Linked DNA regions of Rattus norvegicus: region 1 is linked to region 2. Evidence: chromatin contacts called from public Hi-C data. All regions are on one chromosome and are shown on one strand. The core of a region is the stretch at or near the end of the contact, and the rest is flanking DNA. Distances in the headings are between cores, read along the strand shown.

Region 1 (3,607 bases), core at 293-2,792, 85 kb after region 2:
GGTAAAACCAAATAATATGATTTCAGAAAAGGAATCTTCAGATACTCTCTATTTTTTTTAAATTAGTCCTCTCACAGAACAAAGTTTATTAAACAGGTTTTGATTATATTCAGCTGCCTTACCCCATCTCCTCCCAGATCCACTGCTCCCTCCCATTCCTCCCAACTTTGTGCCCTTTAAAAACAAAACCTTTAAGACCAAGTTGTTCAGTCCAAATGATTTGTGGGTGTGTGGTCTTCCACTAGAGCATAGTGAGCTTCCTGAGGGCTCCACTCATAGAGCAAGCTGACTCTTCCTCTCCCAGAAGCTAACTACCAATTGTTCTACAGTTAGGGATGGGACTATGTGCTCTCTCCACTGTCCATGCTGGGGTTTGGCCTGGGGTGGCCTTGCATAGGTCTGATGATTGCTGCCAATTCATATATACAACTGCCCTACTGTGGCATGCTGCATATTTTTATATTGTTTTATATTGTTTTTTTAACTGTTTTTGCTAATGATGTTTGAGTTTATATTCAAGGAAACTGCTAATCTTAAATATCACCCTATTTTGGTCTCGTCTACGTAGGATTTTGGTATCAGGATAAAAAGCTAACCTCATGAAATCAGTATTTTCTCCTCGATTGCTTTCTAGAATTCATAGTAATTATTCTTTGAAGATTTGGCAGAATCAATTTTGCAATTTCCTGTATAAATTAGTGTGAGTTATTCTACTTTCATTTTTAATGATTTTCATTTATGTCTCTATCACGGAAATGTCTTCTTCGATTTTTTTTCATGTCCTTAAAATGTGTGTTTACTCGTGATTTCACAGCTGCTCCTAAACTTAGTATATTTTGATTAGTGGAGCTTTCAGTGTGGCACTTTCTGAAAGCTATTGAGGACATTATATCCATAATTTTATGCCCTGTGAGAGGACCTACAGGGAAAGGCAAAACTGTCTGTTCTTTTGAGAAGCCACAGGGCTCAGGCGTTCAGTGAGGGCAACTACTGTAAAACCCAGAAATGGCAGACATGGAGCACGGCAGCCAAGTATACATGGCAATATGAACTTGCCACAGGATGCTTCCTTCTTCCTTTATCCTGCTCTATTCCAACGCAAGAGCGTTTGCTTAGTTGTTCGCAGTGCATTGTTGGGGAAAATTCCCTTTAAAAATTAGCGATTATCCAAATTGTACTTTACTATTGTTTTCCATTACAAACGTAAGCCTGGATGTTAAAATTCAACAATATAGGCATTTACTGTTTAACATTCCACTTTTACACTTTTCATTTCCTTGTTCTTCTTTCTCTTCTTTATTCTATATGTTCTTTGGTTCCAGCTTTTTGTTGACATCACCTGTGGTTCCTTTTATTTACTTGAGATCTCCATGCCTTTCCATAAGCATTTTAAAAAAGTAAGGCGGCTGTGTTAAAAAAAAATCCGTGCATATATTGTGTAAATTCCTGGCTAATTATCACTTACTGCATGACTTGAAGCACTACCCACCCTCCCTTCCTCATTCAAAGGTCCCTATCCAGAATGACTCAGCTCTTCAGACATCTTAGAGCCTCTGGTGAAACCAAGCCAGGCCTCACTAACTTAAACACATCACAATTGTCCTTTCTAAGGTTCAGGGATCTTTGTGGAAGAAGGGTTCAAAAAATTGATGCTGAGAACATCAAGGAAACAGTGTTTTCTAAACACAGTAGGGTTTGTGCATAGCGATTGTGACAGCATGAACAAGCTCTGGTCAGCCAAAGCCCCATAGAGAGGGGAAGACAGGCAAGAAATCCCACCACTAGCTGAAGAAACTATATATTCTCAATACCTATTGGCTTATAATTTGGGGTGGAATATTACTTTGGGGACCACCACTGTGAAATGCTTTGGGCAGTGAACTTGGCAGAAGAAATGTTGTCTAACTTTGCTCCTTAGCCCAGTAGCTGGTGGGGAAGAATGAGGATGGGGAGCTTTGAATGGCCAGCCATCTGCTCCAGACATTCCTTTGTTACATTCCTTTGTTACTTTACTTCCTAGTTAAAGGAGTTAGTACACTTCTGTTCCACAAACATGCCTCAGGCTTTTGTGTTAGTTTCTGCTCTTCTGATAGTTAAACCCCTAATGACAGCAAACAGGAAGTGACTCAGCGTGTAGACTCTGCAGCTGGACGTCTTGCTCTGTTCTCAGTAGGCTGTGTGCTGTCAGGTAACCTTTTAGAAAAATCAATGAAATAGTTGTTGATTATGGCAATTTATACCTCAGTGGGTTTCTGTGAGTATAACCTAAGACAATGTAGGGAGAACATGTTAAACAGTGTTTCTCATACAGTCCCATGCAAATACAGTTGGAATGTAGTGATTATATAGAAGGTATCTGTTGACTTAGATGTGACAGAGGTCTCTAAAAGTCACACAGCTGTGGCTTACTGCACTATGAAAATGTCAGACAACTATTCCCTGTACAAGAGGAGACTCACTGGGAACTCTGGAAAACAAAACAAAACAAACAAAACCAAAAGAACAAAAGATAAAGGTTTTAGAAATTATTAAATTATGTGGTGTCTCCAGGCAATATCCTGTCCCCGCCAGGCGGGGACCCAGTTATTCAGGGTCCCAAAGGGGCGCTACCCTTGGGCCTAAATGGGGGGCGAGAGAAGGAGACCAAGCAAGATTCTGTTGTCAAGGTCTCGTTTATTGGAGTGAACGTTACAACTTTTAAGGCTTTCAGGTAGGGGGAGTGTCCTTTGTGAAACACAGAGGAGGGGGAATTGAAGATATAGACAGTGATACTGAAAGAGCGTATCCCTAAACGGGGAGCCGCGTCTCTCGCTCCGATCGTAGGGTGGGGTACCCCCAGGAATCACGAGGAGCCATTCTTGATGTATAAGCACGAGGTAGCTTTATTAACGAGATCCCAGGTCTTAGCGGGATCCCGGGTCAACACGTATCTCACACAGGAGACAGAGGAATCGACCCCGAGCTTCCAAACTCGGGGGTTTATATAGGGGAGGTAAGGGGCATTCGCGAGGTTACACATGATTGGTCAATTCAAATGGTGCACAGTTACTTTCGGTGCGAAATTACATCAGCAAGGAGTACGTGCTCTCTAGCAGCTCGGCAGGCAGGTAGGGTGACTCATCTCACTCAGGGGGGTGAAGGAAGGGGAGGGGTTGGCTACAGATGATCAATGTCCTTGGGGCTGATAGTTGGTTTGGCAAGTCCTATCTCTGGCTCTCCCTCAGGCACGTCCCGCCCTGCACATCCGGACTCTGACAATGAGCAACCTTTATGAAACTCTAGTTCTGCACATTCGGGCTCTGACAATGAGTAACCTTTATGAAACTCTAGTTCTACAATACCTGGAGGCAAAGAGGTCAGGCGATGAGGTCAGGTGGTGGAGACACTGGGTGTTGACTGAGGAGATAACTGGTATCTGCTCGAGCTGAGGCATCCCTTGAATGTTATACTCCTGTGCTGTAAATTCATGGGAGAGGCTTTATCCAATAATCTTAAGATTTATGGCAGTCATCTTCGGGGTGAGTCTCTGTGGCCAAACAGCCCAGAGTCACCTAGTCACTTTGAGCCATGCAGTCAAAAAGCGGCTAGGCCCAAATCCAATATGACT
Region 2 (3,316 bases), core at 608-3,107:
TCTCACTCCAAGACACACATATAAATCAAGATCCGAATGTTCAAATTCACTAGTCTTTGTAATCTCTCCCTGTGAAATAGGCTACAGTGAATGTTATGTTTCAACAGGAGTAACAACTGAATAACTTTCCTTGAGAAATACAAGTGTCACGGAGTAGAAGGGGTTTTTGCCTGTCTTACCTGTCCATTCTCTTCTTGCAGACCAGCCACTGCTTGGGAAGTCACAACTTCCAAAGATTGCTTCATGAACCTAGACTCAGAACAAAGACATTAGTTTATCTTAAGAAGTGACTTTTAGCTGAGGAAGTCTGAAGTGTTCTCATACATTACAGGGATGAATTTGCTAAGGATGAAATGTTCTTAGCCAGAATCTCCTCTCTTCTAGCCAGTGCTTGGGTCAGAACTATCACCTCTTTCCTCTCATGCCCTATGTTGATTGTGAATAAGTATTTGTTGTACCTGTTCTGGAAATACAGAGACAGATAGTCGATTCGGTTCCATTTATTTTACTAAGTTCAAAATCATGTTTCAATTCTGCTTTTTAGAAGCTATACTGACATAAAATTTCCTGGAGATTAGCTAACTCCTCGACTCTCGGAACTATTGATGTGCTCCCATGTTTTTCCTGGGATTTTGAAAGTTCCACTCGGATACCAACCTTGATCGAAACTGAGAGGAAATTTCTCACCGAAGAGCTCACGTTTTGGAAAGCTGCTTTACACTTTGTATTACGTTATTTGTTCTTGTACTATGTGTTAAGTTAACCTTATGCCAGTGTCGGAAAGCAAAGGCGGCTAACTTAAACACGGAGAGAATGTAGTTACTTTATTCCTTTTTCTATTTTCGAAAGTTAGAATTGCAAGTGAATTCTTGTGCTCATCAAGGTAATGGGTGAGATGGTTTCCAACTAATTGCTAGATGCCAAGTTCAGTCAGGTTTGCCTTGGTCTTTGCACCCCTGTAATACTATTTCACTTGCAGATGCTGGTCTCTATCTGTACCCCAGTATTTTTCATACTGGTCTTGGCATATCACTCGTGTATCAGCATGTGTACCCCTGAATCTTTTCTGTTATTGGCTTTGGAAAGCCCAAGTCTTCTCCTGGTTAACTTGTGCCTTTCAGTGCTTGTGGCTTAGTCAGAAGGGTTACATACTCTTGGCTGGCTGATTAGTTCATTCAGGAGGTGCTATGTTCATTCAGCGGTGTTATGGGATAGGCCCCAGAAGACATTAACATTCCTATAAGGAAAGTGGATAACACTTTCCAACAAGTGAGAAACGTGGGACTTTTTAGAGATATTTCCCCGGATGGAAATATCGTTATTGTATTGTCTTCTTCAGAAATGCAAGCTGTGAGTAGGGTAAGCCAAGGCAAAAATAACAACAACGACAACAAAAGTATTACAAAAGAAAAACGATACACTCTCCTTCCAGGTTTACTTTTGTGCTGACTTACTCATTTCAGGTTTAGGACTATATTTCAGAGGGAATGGTAGAAATTCATAGCTGGGAGGAGGGGAGGTAGAGGGAGAAGCTGCTATCCCAAGAGTCTAGGGAAGAAGGAGTCAATTAAAAAAAAGTACAAGTGACCCATAGCCCCAGGGGAGGATGCTGTCCTGTTTTGGTAATTGGAGGAAGGGAAGCACGACTAGAGGAAGATGGAATTAACCGCAAAGAAGAAAGAGTAACAAGGCCTAGTATGGGGGAGGGAAAAGAGGGGGGCGGGTCCTCTTCTGCCGCACTGCTGGTGGGAGGGGAAAGTGGGGATCCGAGTTGGTGGATTACGTCGCTCTCACGTGACCAAGAGCTGACGTGTGCAGAAGTCCTTCTTGTCCAGGTCGTTGTTCCCGTCTGAGTACCAGCTCCCTATTACCCTGAGGGCGGGCGGGCCTGCGGCCGAGGAAAGAAGGAGGCGGAAAAGGAATTGTCCCGGATCCCTGCAGGTCAGTGCCTGGGATATTCCATAAAGTGGGGGTGGTGGAGGGTAGAGGGCGGAGGCCGTCGCAGGTCCGGAGCCGCCGCCGTCGTCTCTCTCACTTGCTGCCCTCTTTCCAAGATATACGTCCCGCCTGCAGCCCATTTCGATGCTGCAAAACAGTGAGTAGAGGGGTGTTAGGGCAGGCATCCAGAAATCCAGAGATGGGAATCTGCTGTGAGCTGAGGCCGGCAATCCGGAAAGGGAGCTGTGGCCTGGGTGTTGGCCCCTGGTCCGTCAGGACTGTGCCAGAGGGGGAAAACTGGACATGGGGTCCTGCATGGTGGGGTACAATGTGATGTGTCAGCCGAACCCTGACCTAGCTCTCGGGCGGGAAAGCTTTAACAACCAGGCCTCCGAATTAGGAAAGAGTTTCGTTCTCTGGGGACTGGTCCGTCCACTAAGCACTCAGTAGCGGCTGTTTCCCGTCTTTCTGCCTGTGGCTGTGTCTTCCTTACCATGGCTCTGTGGCTAGTGGGTCCAAGCCTCTCCCGGGTGGCCAGTCTTTCCGTAGGTTGCGGTACAACGCCAGGCAAGAGAAGAGGAAGGAAATTAACCAGATCGGTGAAGGTCGAGTTGAGGGTAAGACCATCTGGGGACCCTAGGAGCAGCGGGGGCTAGAAAAGGGGGGAATACCAGAAAAGGTAATCTAGGTTTAGACTTGAGTCTAAATGTGTTTCTCACACTCCCCGAACTGTGGAGAAATGGCGTTCTCTCTCTCTCTCTCTCTCTCTCTCTCTCTCTCTCTCTCTCTCTCTCTCCCTCTCCCTCTCCCTCTCCCTCTCCCTCTCCCTCTCCCTCTCCCTCTCCCTCTCCCTCTCCCTCTCCCTCTCCCTCCCTCCCTCCCTCCCTCCCTCCCTGCCTGCCTCCCTCCCTGCTCCCTGTCTCTCTCTGTCTCTGGGTGTATGAGTGTGCTCCTGGGGGTGGGGGCGGGGGGCAGGGTGACAGAAGGAAAACCTATCAGATAGTTTCTTCATAATCCTTCTCTCTCAACAGCACTTAGTGCCCTTGTTTTCCATCTGTCACCCTGCAGGTCTGCTGTAGCAGGTGGCACTGCTTGAAGCAAGGGAGGAACTTTCCCCGGCGCAGTGGAGGTCGGTGTGGGCGTGGGGGGCAGCCTGGAATGGGGGAGGGGTTAGAAATCAGCTTGGGTTTGGCCAGGCTCACTCAATCCTACTTTGTTTCCTTGCGTCCTTGCGTCCACCCATTTCAGACTAGGGAGGGGGCATAGCATGTTTGTGTTTTGGATGGCACAGTGAGGTTTAACCAAAATCTGACAACCTGGATGGTAAATTAGGAAAGCATCAAATATACACTGGATGCGTCAAAGCCTCGTTTTTTTT

The links. A called contact is a pair of places that touch in the nucleus more often than the background predicts.
Region 1: a Hi-C map of the A7r5 cell line shows a contact between it and region 2, with 1.7 times the contacts expected there. The contact joins the enhancer-like site here to the promoter of Armcx3 in region 2. A contact is called at or near these places in 4 of 12 Hi-C or Micro-C datasets (the A7r5 cell line, the Rat2 cell line, mammary epithelial cells and 1 more).

The regions. Positions count from the first base shown.
Region 1 is chrX:102,314,144-102,317,750 of GRCr8, forward strand. No RefSeq gene overlaps it. Among named protein-coding and RNA genes, the nearest start is that of Armcx2, 37 kb to the left of the region's middle. Within about 2 kb of position 1,543, at least 6 of the 93 cell types and tissues checked have an H3K27ac peak or open chromatin away from gene starts, as enhancers often do. A contact at or near this core is called in the A7r5 cell line, where this site is marked.
Region 2 is chrX:102,228,607-102,231,922 of GRCr8, forward strand. Armcx3 (armadillo repeat containing, X-linked 3) reads left to right here and starts at 1,858. Exons shown (of 5, transcript NM_001014273.1): 1 at 1,858-1,941; 2 at 2,477-2,555; 3 at 3,007-3,067. It also overlaps a transcript of Armcx6 not described here.